2 separate regions of the Mus musculus genome follow, and region 1 is linked to region 2. A link is a contact called in public HiChIP or PLAC-seq data. All regions are on one chromosome and are shown on one strand. The core of a region is the stretch at or near the end of the contact, and the rest is flanking DNA. Distances in the headings are between cores, read along the strand shown. Region 1 holds the start of Gpsm1 (G-protein signalling modulator 1 (AGS3-like, C. elegans)). Region 2 holds the start of Nrarp (Notch-regulated ankyrin repeat protein).

The links. HiChIP or PLAC-seq counts read pairs in DNA pulled down with a chosen protein or histone mark.
Region 1: a contact with region 2 is called in a FOXA1 HiChIP or PLAC-seq map of pancreatic cancer cells. The contact joins the promoter of Gpsm1 here to the promoter of Nrarp in region 2. A contact is called at or near these places in 2 of 39 promoter capture datasets (liver and neutrophils) and 1 of 115 datasets of contacts at active chromatin or transcription factors (pancreatic cancer cells).

What each region holds. Positions count from the first base shown.
Region 1 is chr2:26,312,267-26,317,087 of GRCm38.p6, reverse strand. Gpsm1 (G-protein signalling modulator 1 (AGS3-like, C. elegans)) reads right to left here and starts at 1,555. Exons shown (of 14, transcript NM_153410.5): 1 at 1,368-1,555. The coding sequence starts at 1,435. It overlaps Gm52505 (a long non-coding RNA gene), which reads left to right. Exons shown (of 2, transcript XR_003953775.1): 2 at 662-1,739.
Region 2 is chr2:25,178,373-25,182,942 of GRCm38.p6, reverse strand. It overlaps Nrarp (Notch-regulated ankyrin repeat protein), which reads right to left and starts at 2,185. Exons shown (of 1, transcript NM_025980.2): 1 at 1-2,185. The coding sequence starts at 1,832. The coding sequence ends at 1,488.

The sequences.
Region 1 (4,821 bases), core at 306-2,805, 1.1 Mb before region 2:
TGGAGGGATGCCAAGCTGAGCACAGGGCCTCAACCAGTATCCTGAATACTGTTCCTAACCAGTGAGAGCTACACAGGGGCTAGGGTTCTACCTAGTGAGTCACCTCAAGGGGGAACTGGGAGCAACTGACACAGCTTTGAGACCTGTGCTCTGAATGTCCACCTCCCTCTCTTACATGCGAGCACTCGCACACACATACATACACACACGCACACGCACATGCACACACACGTTGCAGTCTGCCTAGTAGACACCTCCTTCTCACAGGGGTGGCTGGCCCTGAGTTAAATGTGACCCCACAGAGCCTCTGCTCCCAGGGGACTCCAAGAAGCTGCTAGCAAACCTCTTACCCTTGCACTAGAACTTGGAGGAGGGTGTGGGGCTCAGGCATGATCTTCAACACCACACAATGGGGACACTGTCTCTGAGCTGCAGCATTAGAACACTGTATTAGAACGGGACGGCAAGGATCTGTTCGCCAGGCACCAAGCCCTCATTTTGCTCTTTGGGGGTACTAGGCAGAGCTTGGCTAGCTGATGAACCACCCCACTTGAGTAGATTTCTTCAGGGTTGACCCCTAACAGGGAGACCCCAGATATGGGGAAGGGCTAGACGAGGTGGGGGCCAGAAGCTAACTGAAGGATGCTGGGCCTTCCTTTAGGTCTGATGACAGCCCCTGCCCAGAACTCAGGCCGGTCCAGCTCAACCTGAAGCCAGAGTGAACTGACAGCTCTGGTCCACTTCTGGGATCAGCATCTCACCGGAGAACACCCTCATCCATCAAAAGGGAGTCACCAGGGAGGCATGGAGCCAGGGGCAGGACTATCCTGTCATTCCCAGTGGGCGGGCACACAGCACAGACCGCTCGATCACCTGTGAACCTGCCTGGAAGGCAAATGCCTTTGTAGGGAAGCACACACCCACTTGCCTGGCTCAGGCCCAGCTCCTTCTGGCCTAGGGCTGGGGATAGCTAGTGAAGGCAGGGCCCCATCATGACAGCCTGGGTCGTGGCCATGCTACACCAACACCGGGTCACGGCAGTGTCAGGCTTGAGAAGAGAACTCCAGATAACGAAGACTGGCATCCATGCTACTCAGGGTCCCGCAGAGCCGGGTGGTGGAGTGCCCGCCCCGTAAGCCCTTTTGGCATCAGGACAGGGTTGCAGGCAGAACCCAGTCCCAACCCCTCTACCGCGAAACTGATCTTTGGGCCCTGGGCCCCGCGCCCCCACCGCTCCCTACGCAGATCCAGGGAGGCGCGTCCCCGGCCACGTTGCGCGTCGCCGCAGCAGCCTTTGTTCTGGGCCGGCAGCCTCCCGCCCGCGTCTGCCGCTCAGGTCCCCGTTCCCATCCCGGTCCTTGAACTACCTGGAGTAGAGGCGCCTGGAGGCCGGGCCCGGGAGCTCCTCGGCCACGGGCGGGGCCGGGCTCGCCATGAGTCGGGGACGCGCCGAGCAGGAGCACCGCCCCGCTCTGCGGCCGTCCGCCTGCCGATCTGCCCGCCTGTCCGCGCGTCCGTCCGCCTGTCCGCGCGTCCGCGGGAGACGCCGAGGAAGTGATGTGCTGGGGTGCCGCCGCCCCTCCCGCCAGAGCTGTGATGTCACCGCCGCCAGGCGGAGGGAGGGTGGGGAGGGGCAGGCGCCCACCGGCCACCACTGCGGCGGTCCCGCCTACCGTGGGGTGGGCGGGGCTCTGTCTTTGAGGTCCAGTGCAAGGAGAGTCCTGCTCTAGTGTGGACAATGCTGTGTTTCCTTTTCTTTGGGGGGGAAGCCCTGCTAAGCCTGGAGTTTAGTGCTTTTTCTTACACACACACACACACACACACACACACACACACACACACACACACACGAGAGTTTGCTGTCACACACACATCCTGTTCCTTTCCTGTCACCTCTTGTGGGGTACAGGCCATGCAGATGCTCCTGGGGCTAAGGAGAAAACAGGTCTTCCTAGATGGAGTCAGGGTGGGAGGATGCTGTCCAGCCCTAGGCAAGTCTCTACCTTCCTAGGGCTTTCACCACCAGATTTCATGTTGAATTTCATCTGTGAAATGCAAGCGTTTGGAAAACATACTGGAAGAACACCAGGAGCCCACGTGGGAGGCTGGCCGTTGCTCATTCATCTGCCTACCCTCCTCTGAGTTCTCCCAGGACCCTGAGGATCTGAACCTCGGAGTGATCTTTCTTCATCCAACTTGAGTAGCCTTGGAGCCTTCACCTCAGCCAACCCCCAGCCAGCCACAGGGCACCATCTGGACAGCCAGTTCCATTGGGACTCACCCAGGTCTCTGCTCTTCTCTCCAGGCCACTCTAAATCTTCTTGAAAACGTAGCTGTGACCCTCAGTGGAACAGGAACATGTCAGGGTGCAGACTATGGCAGTGTCCTTGGCAGTTTTTCTGCACCCCTGGACCCTGGTCTGAAGAGGGACACCATGCCAAGGTCACCCCAGACAGACCCTGCAGACGCAGCCCACAGTACAGTGGCTTCAGGCGGAGAAAAATGGCAACAAAAACAAACACAAGATAAAACTGGGCTGTTGGCCCTGAGCTAGTTTGTTTTCCTAGGAAGGAGCAGGAGCGAGCAATGAGAACCATCTGTGCCTGGGGCGAGGCGCAAGCTTGCTGCTGTCCCCACACCTCCCCCTAAGACCACAGGAGCCAGGGCTTGCTCTCTCTTGGCTAAGGCAGAGTGTGTGTTATGGCTGGCCAGGCACCACCCACGTTTGCTGAAGTCTCGGGCCTGGTCCCTAGCAGACCCTGGCTCTGGAATGCAGGCGCTTCCTGGTTGCCTTCAAAGGATACAACATACACATGGAGGCTGCTATGACCCACTTGGTGTCAGACTGGGCTTAGATTCCCAGGCCTTGGTTTTAGGAGGCCCTTAGAGACATACTGCAGCAATACAAGCCCCTGCGGGCCCCCAGCTTTGCCAAGGACCAAACCAATGAGCCCCATATGTGATGTTACAGGGTTCTGTTGTTAGGCCCACAACATTCTACTGGGGACAAATTTGCTTCTTCCTTGAGTCAGGAAGAGGGCCACAGGTTGCGAGTCAGCTCTGAAGCAAGCTGTCTGAGGATTCAGTTTCTGTGTTAGAAAGACATGAACTGCCGGGCATGGTGGTGCACGCCTTTAATCCCAGCACTTGGGAGGCAGAGGCAGGCAGATTTCTGAGTTCAAGGCCAGCCTTGTCTACAAAGTGAGTTCCAGGACAGCCAGGGCTATACAGAGAAACTCTGTCTTGAAAAACCAAAAAAAAAAAAAAAAGACACGAACTTCAAAACTATCTCTGTCCCTACTGCTTTCTCCAAGCTTCTGTTCTGTCACCCACAAAGGGTCTATGAGGATGAGGCCTGTGTCGTGCTTATGGTTCCTGGCATACAATGAGTACCTCTGGCATCAGAGGACTATTACAATTGTATTTGATCCTGGGGAACCCTACAGTCACTCCTGGCACACACTCTACCACACAGCCAGGGTAGCTTCTGCCATCACAGGCCTCTTTAGGTGGAATGTAGTAAGAGTAGGCATGGAGAAGCAGGCCCAACATTGGGGACACTTGTGGGAAAGGGCAAGATGGGCCTAGAAGAAGAGGGACCCTTGGGATATCAACCCACATCTCTGTGGGCCTCCTGCTAGCTCTGAACACACACACACACACACACACACACACACACACACATATGAACACACAGACACACACACAGAAGGAGAGGGAGAGGGAGAAGGGAGGGGCAGAGAGAGAGAGACTCGGTTCAGCCTTCGAAGGAGCTCCCCCCCCTCCCGCCCCCCGTGTATACAGCGAGGACCTGGTTATCCTCTACCTATAAAGTCTCTGCAGCAGCTGAATGGTGGTTTTCTCCCTATGGAACATTTGAGAGAAGAAGATTCTTTTCCATGTGGGAATAACCCCTAGCTATGTTACTGATACTGGGGAAGAGTGGAAGACAGGTGACTTCATCACCGCCCCATGTCAGGTGAGTGAGGGCCAAGGAGTTCATGTCAGCTCCAGTCATCTTCACACCACATTACCAGGTGACTTCCTGCAGTCACCGACTTGTGCCTGCTGTGGTCACTTGATGGTCTGTGGCATGCACAAGGTGGCAGTAGTGACTCATTCCAGGTCATCTCCCTGGGTGTGGGAACACAAGGCAAAAGTTTCACAGGCCTAAACTTCACCTTGCCCTGGACCTATAACCCTGGGTCAGGAGTGGATTAGAATACCCCTGTGATGGGTGTCTAGACCCTGCCTTCTACCTGATGCCTCCTAGGGCTCCTCTCCCAGTAGAGCTGATTCTGTCTGGCTTTGGGGGTGGGGGTGGCTATAAACATCCTAAAGACCGTTGTCTATGGTGTCAATCCACACCTGAGGACAAGGGCACCTGGCTAGCCTGTCCCTGTGCCAAGAATTCCAAACTGTTGTGAAAGAGAGACAGGAAGACAGACAGGAAAGAGAGGGGAGGGGATAGAGCCAGATAGACCTGTAAGGAACTGTACTCAGTTTTACCCTGGTCTCTTAAATAAGTTCACTGGTTTGAAGAAAGACTTGCTTCTGTTTCTTCTTCTCCTTCTTTTGTTTGTTTTGGTTTTTTTGTTTTGTTTTGTTTTTTTGTCTTTTTTGTTTTTGTTGTTTTTTTGAGACAGGGTTTCTCTGTGCAGCCCTGGCTGTCCTGGAATTCACTCTGTAGACCAGGCTGGCCTTGAACTCAGAAATCTGGCTGCCTCTGCCTCCCAAGTGCTGGGATTAAAGGTGTGTGCCATCACTGCCCAGCAACTTGCTTCTTAAATGTAGGCGTGAGCTCCTTTCTGCTGTCCTGAT
Region 2 (4,570 bases), core at 936-3,435:
CTTCTACGAAGGGGAAACCTCATTTAAATTTGAATAATTCAGCCTCCCTTTTATTTCCCAGGATCAAAACAAGAAGGGGAATGGAGATGCATAGAAAATTGGAACCACAGAAACCAGGAAGTCTCCTTTCTGGGACAGCCAGTGACGCTCCAGCACCTCCTCCAGCCCTGGTCCTTGGCACAGCCCCTCCCTCATGGCTGGATCCTCAGATCATAATAGGGCCTTGGAGCAGGGTTTGAGGGTGGGGATGGGGATTGGGGAAGGCAGAAAGAGCACAGCAGCCCTTCCACTCATTCAGCAATAGTATGAGAGATTCACAGTCTTTATAGGAATTTTATAAAAATATAAATATGGGTACACAACAGCCTTCACAACGCTGGATACAACGCCCTTTAAAATTGGGTTCATAACCAAGATTCAAAAAAATACACCTAAAACTTGGCTTAAAATATGTTAATATTTTATATTCTGTCATAAATGTTATGACATTTAATCGTGGCAAATTCATTTACTTTTTTAAAAAAGTGTGCAACCGACTATTAACTATAATAGAAGTCACTAGGAAGGGTACCATGCTCTCAGAATCCCCACGTCCCAGCCACGCGGGCTTCAAGAGCCCTTTGGAACTTTGCTAAACCAGCCTGTGTGGGGAATGGTGGCCTCTCACGGGAGGGGAAAGGGAGACAGATCCTAGGCTCTCTAAACTCAGAATCCAGGGAGAGGAAAAGAGGAATGAGGTGTGGAAGATTAGGGACTCGGTGGGGGAGGGGCTAGCAATGGGAAAACCATAGGGCTAGGCGGTATTTTCAGTGCAACCAAAAAATGGTAGACTCAAGTTTTTAGTTTTAAAGGAAAAAAAATGCATCTTTCTCCCATAACCACGCACAATATTTCCAAACAAAAAACTCAGGCGCACAAACTTCACCCACAAATATACACACACGTGATAAATAGTTGAGGACATCAGGAACCCGGAGCGTCCCCTTCCCTTCCTAAGTGCGAGGGCGCGCAGATGGTGGAGCCCGGTAATGGTTGTTTGGCGGCTGCCAGCGGCGGGCGCCGCACTGTGAGCGGCCGGGTCTCACGAGCGGCGGCTGGAGCGCGAGTCCGCCCGCGCCTTTCACCTTCCGGAGAAAACATTTCAAGCGGAGGATCCGGTATCTCGGGATTCCGAAGTCTCCCGGTGTGAGACTCAAATTTCAAAACGGACTGGAGCCTGCGCCCCGCCCCCACCCTCTAGGCGGTCGGGGCCGTGGGAAGGCTCTGGGGCCCCGCGGGGCTCAGAGGACTGCCAAGGGGAGGCGCTCTTTTGCGGAGAGCCGAACCCTGGGGTCCACGGATGCGCTACTTTGGTCGTGGCCGCGGACGTAGAGACTTAGCCCGATTTCCACGCGGACCAGCAAACCTGGCGCACACCGAGGTAGTTGGCGGGAAGGTACAGCAGAGACGACGCGGGTGGGGGCCAGGGGCCGGAGTCCGGGTGGCTATCACCGGCCGCTGGCCGCGTACTTGGCCTTGGTGATGAGATAGAGCACGATGTCCTGGTGGCCCCCGAAAGCGGCGATGTGTAGCGCGCTCCAGCCGTCGCGGTTAGCTAGGCGGATGTCGGCTCCGAACTTGACCAACAGCTTCACCAGCTCCAGGTTGCCGTCGATGACTGACTGGTGTAGTGCTGTCTGGCCCTCCGGCCCGAACGAGTTCACGTTGAATTCGCAGTTAGTCATGTTCTGCAGCAGCGACTGCAGCTCCTGCGTGTTGCCCTTGCGCACCGCTTCCTGGAAGATGCGCTGCGTCTGTGGCGCCGAGCAGGTGGACAGCTCGGCTTGGCTCATGTTGCCGCAGAGCTAGGGCTGCGAGCCGCGCCCCGGCTTAGCGCGGGCGGCGGCTGCAGTGCGGGCCCCGGGCTGTCTCGGGGCGTGTCTCGAGGTACGCCTCGGCGCATGGAGGGCGCTGCGCCCTCGGGCCCCGCACGCCGCCCCTGCGCACTCCGGGCGTTCGGGGCCGAGGGCCGCTGGCGCGGGACCCCTGCTGCATCCAGCCGCGCCCAAGCGGGCGGGCGACAGGGCTGGGTGCTGGTTCGCAGAACCTGGGGCAGCCGGAGGCCGCGACACTCGCAGTCGTGGTCCCTTCGAGGTTAGGCTTCGCTCCAGCTGAACTCCACCCGCGTCCCTTTGCAAAATAGTTCTAATTCGCCCGCCGCTTCTCGCCGTCTTTTACGGTTCTTATATTTGCATAACAATAGACGCTCTTGACGCGCACACCAGGGCTCTTTCGATTGGGTGGTGCCCACGTGGGGGCGGGGCGGAGGCGGGGTCGTGCTGCAGCTCCCTCCAGGATAGAGGGCGCTGGTCTGACCAGCACTAGTCTGGTCTGGCCAGGGTGGTCAGAAGGCCTCGGGGGTTTTCCAGCACCACTGCGGGATCCTGGGTCTGGTTGCTCCGGTGTATAAGCTCCTTCGGCAGTTTTCTTCTTCCTTCATAGATGTCGGGAGTTGCGAGTTCCTTGCGCAGCCACTCCCAGGCCTGGACCTGGCGTTCACAGGTGGCAATTTCACGAACTGCTCGGTTGTATAGTCCTCCATCACTCTGGTCCTTTCTACTCAAGTGTAATTTACGGGGAAGCTTGAGCAGCAATTGCATTTGGCTCCTCCATACTGATGGAGGGAGCTCCATGCCCCTAAGCTACCCACAGTGTAGGTAGGGGTTCCTTTGGCAGGCTGGCACAGGCTCGCTCGCTCGCTCGCTCCCCCCTCTGTCTCTGTCTCTCTCTGTCTATCTCTCTCTCTCTGCCTCTCTCTCTGTCTCTCTCTCTTTCTCGGTGGCCAGTCTGTCACTACTCCTCCTTATGTGTTTCCTTTACTTAGTGTCAGCATATAAGACACAGGGCTGGCTCGTGAGACCAACAGCACTGCCCTTTGAGGGAGTTCTGAAATGACTCATTTCCAAGCCATAAGCCCCACGTTTTATTGACCACCCTTAACAACTGACCGTGAGTGAGGCAGGAGGTGCTGGCGCTGGCTGGGAAGGCAAGGCTCCACATTTCCTCATTATGTTTTACGGCTTATAGCTTCGCTGTGGTTGCTGGAAATTAAGGAGGAATGATCTTAAGACTTGCAGAGCAGGAGGCAGGGCACGTCAGGGCTTGATTTCTTCTGAAGCTAACTGGGAATTCCAAGCAGGCAACTGTAAGCCTCAGCTGGGCAGCCCACCCAGCCAGGCTCCATCTGGGGACGCTCCTTTGGTGGATGTTCCTGCCCCAGACTCAGAACTGTATCATATTCACCGGGGCATGTCCCCAACCTTACTATGTTCACGGGGAGGGACCATAGCTAAATTGAATGGAGAAAGTAGGCAACCCCCCCCCCACCACCACTGTGACCACCAGATGTCCGCCCGTCGGGCCAACTTGTTTAAGGGTCACACTCCTTTTCTGCTAACCTGAGAACCTGAATCTCATGTGTATTCAGCTTGGAAAGCTCTCTAGTCTTCTTGGGATCCTTGGTCTATTGGGTTCTGCCTATTTGGTCCCCTAGCCACACCTTATACCTCATTGTTCAGAGAGTTTTTTTTTTTTTTTTTTCGAGACAGGGTTGCTCTGTATAGCCCTGGCTTTCCTGGAACTCACTCTGTAGACCAGGCTGGCCTCGAACTCAGAAGTCCGCCTGCCTCTGCCTCCCAAGTGCTGGGATTAAAGGCGTGCGCTACCACTGCTTGGCTACTGTTCCAAGATCTTGAGAGGAACCCTTATGGTTCTCTCCACCGTGCAGGTAGACTGAGGTGCAGTTGGGGGTTCTGACTGATGCCCCAATGCAGGCTGTGTCACAGAACACTAACCCAAAACAAAGTGGGCAGGGAGAAACGGGAGTTCTGGGAGCATAAGAGGACAGGATCTGATTCCTGGCTGGCCCATGGTTTCATGCGTTTGCATAGGGCTTGGAAGCTTTAGACAGGCAGGAATCAGAGACCACACCTGGGGGTGAGCAGAGCCTTACTTTCATCAAGCCCAGTGATGTTCCTTGAAGGTGAATGGGTCCCCGGATAGGCCCCTACCTAGGTGGGCTCCAGCCTGGCCTGAGGAAGGGCATCTGAGATGCTTGCCCAGAACAGAGCCTGGGAGAAAAGTCCTGTTGACATCCGCAGCAGGCGGCAGACAAAGGGGCCCTGTGTGAGCTCAGTGTGGGAACGCCAGGCCCCCACCACAGGGGCTGTGAGAGCTGGAAGGCTCAGCTAGTTCTTGCAGAATAGCATGGCTGGTGTGGCAGTCCTATCGTGGTAAAAGCTTATCCTGAGGACATTTTGCCCTGTGTCAGGCTCAAAGGACAGACAGATGTGCCTGGCTTGCCACCACCACTGTGCAGCTGAGACGGAGCTGGATGGCCAGCTACCCACAGAACTTCTTAGGTGATGGTTACAGGATTCCCGGCTGGCTCGTGCTCCTTCACCACAGCTATGCTCTGGCCCACACCCATGCCTTCCTGTCTCAGATAAGGAGGGGCTTGGGGAAGGCTGTGGGGCATTTGGTTCCTAGTAAGCACCACCCAAGTGTTTGCTGGAGGACACTTCCAAAAGGT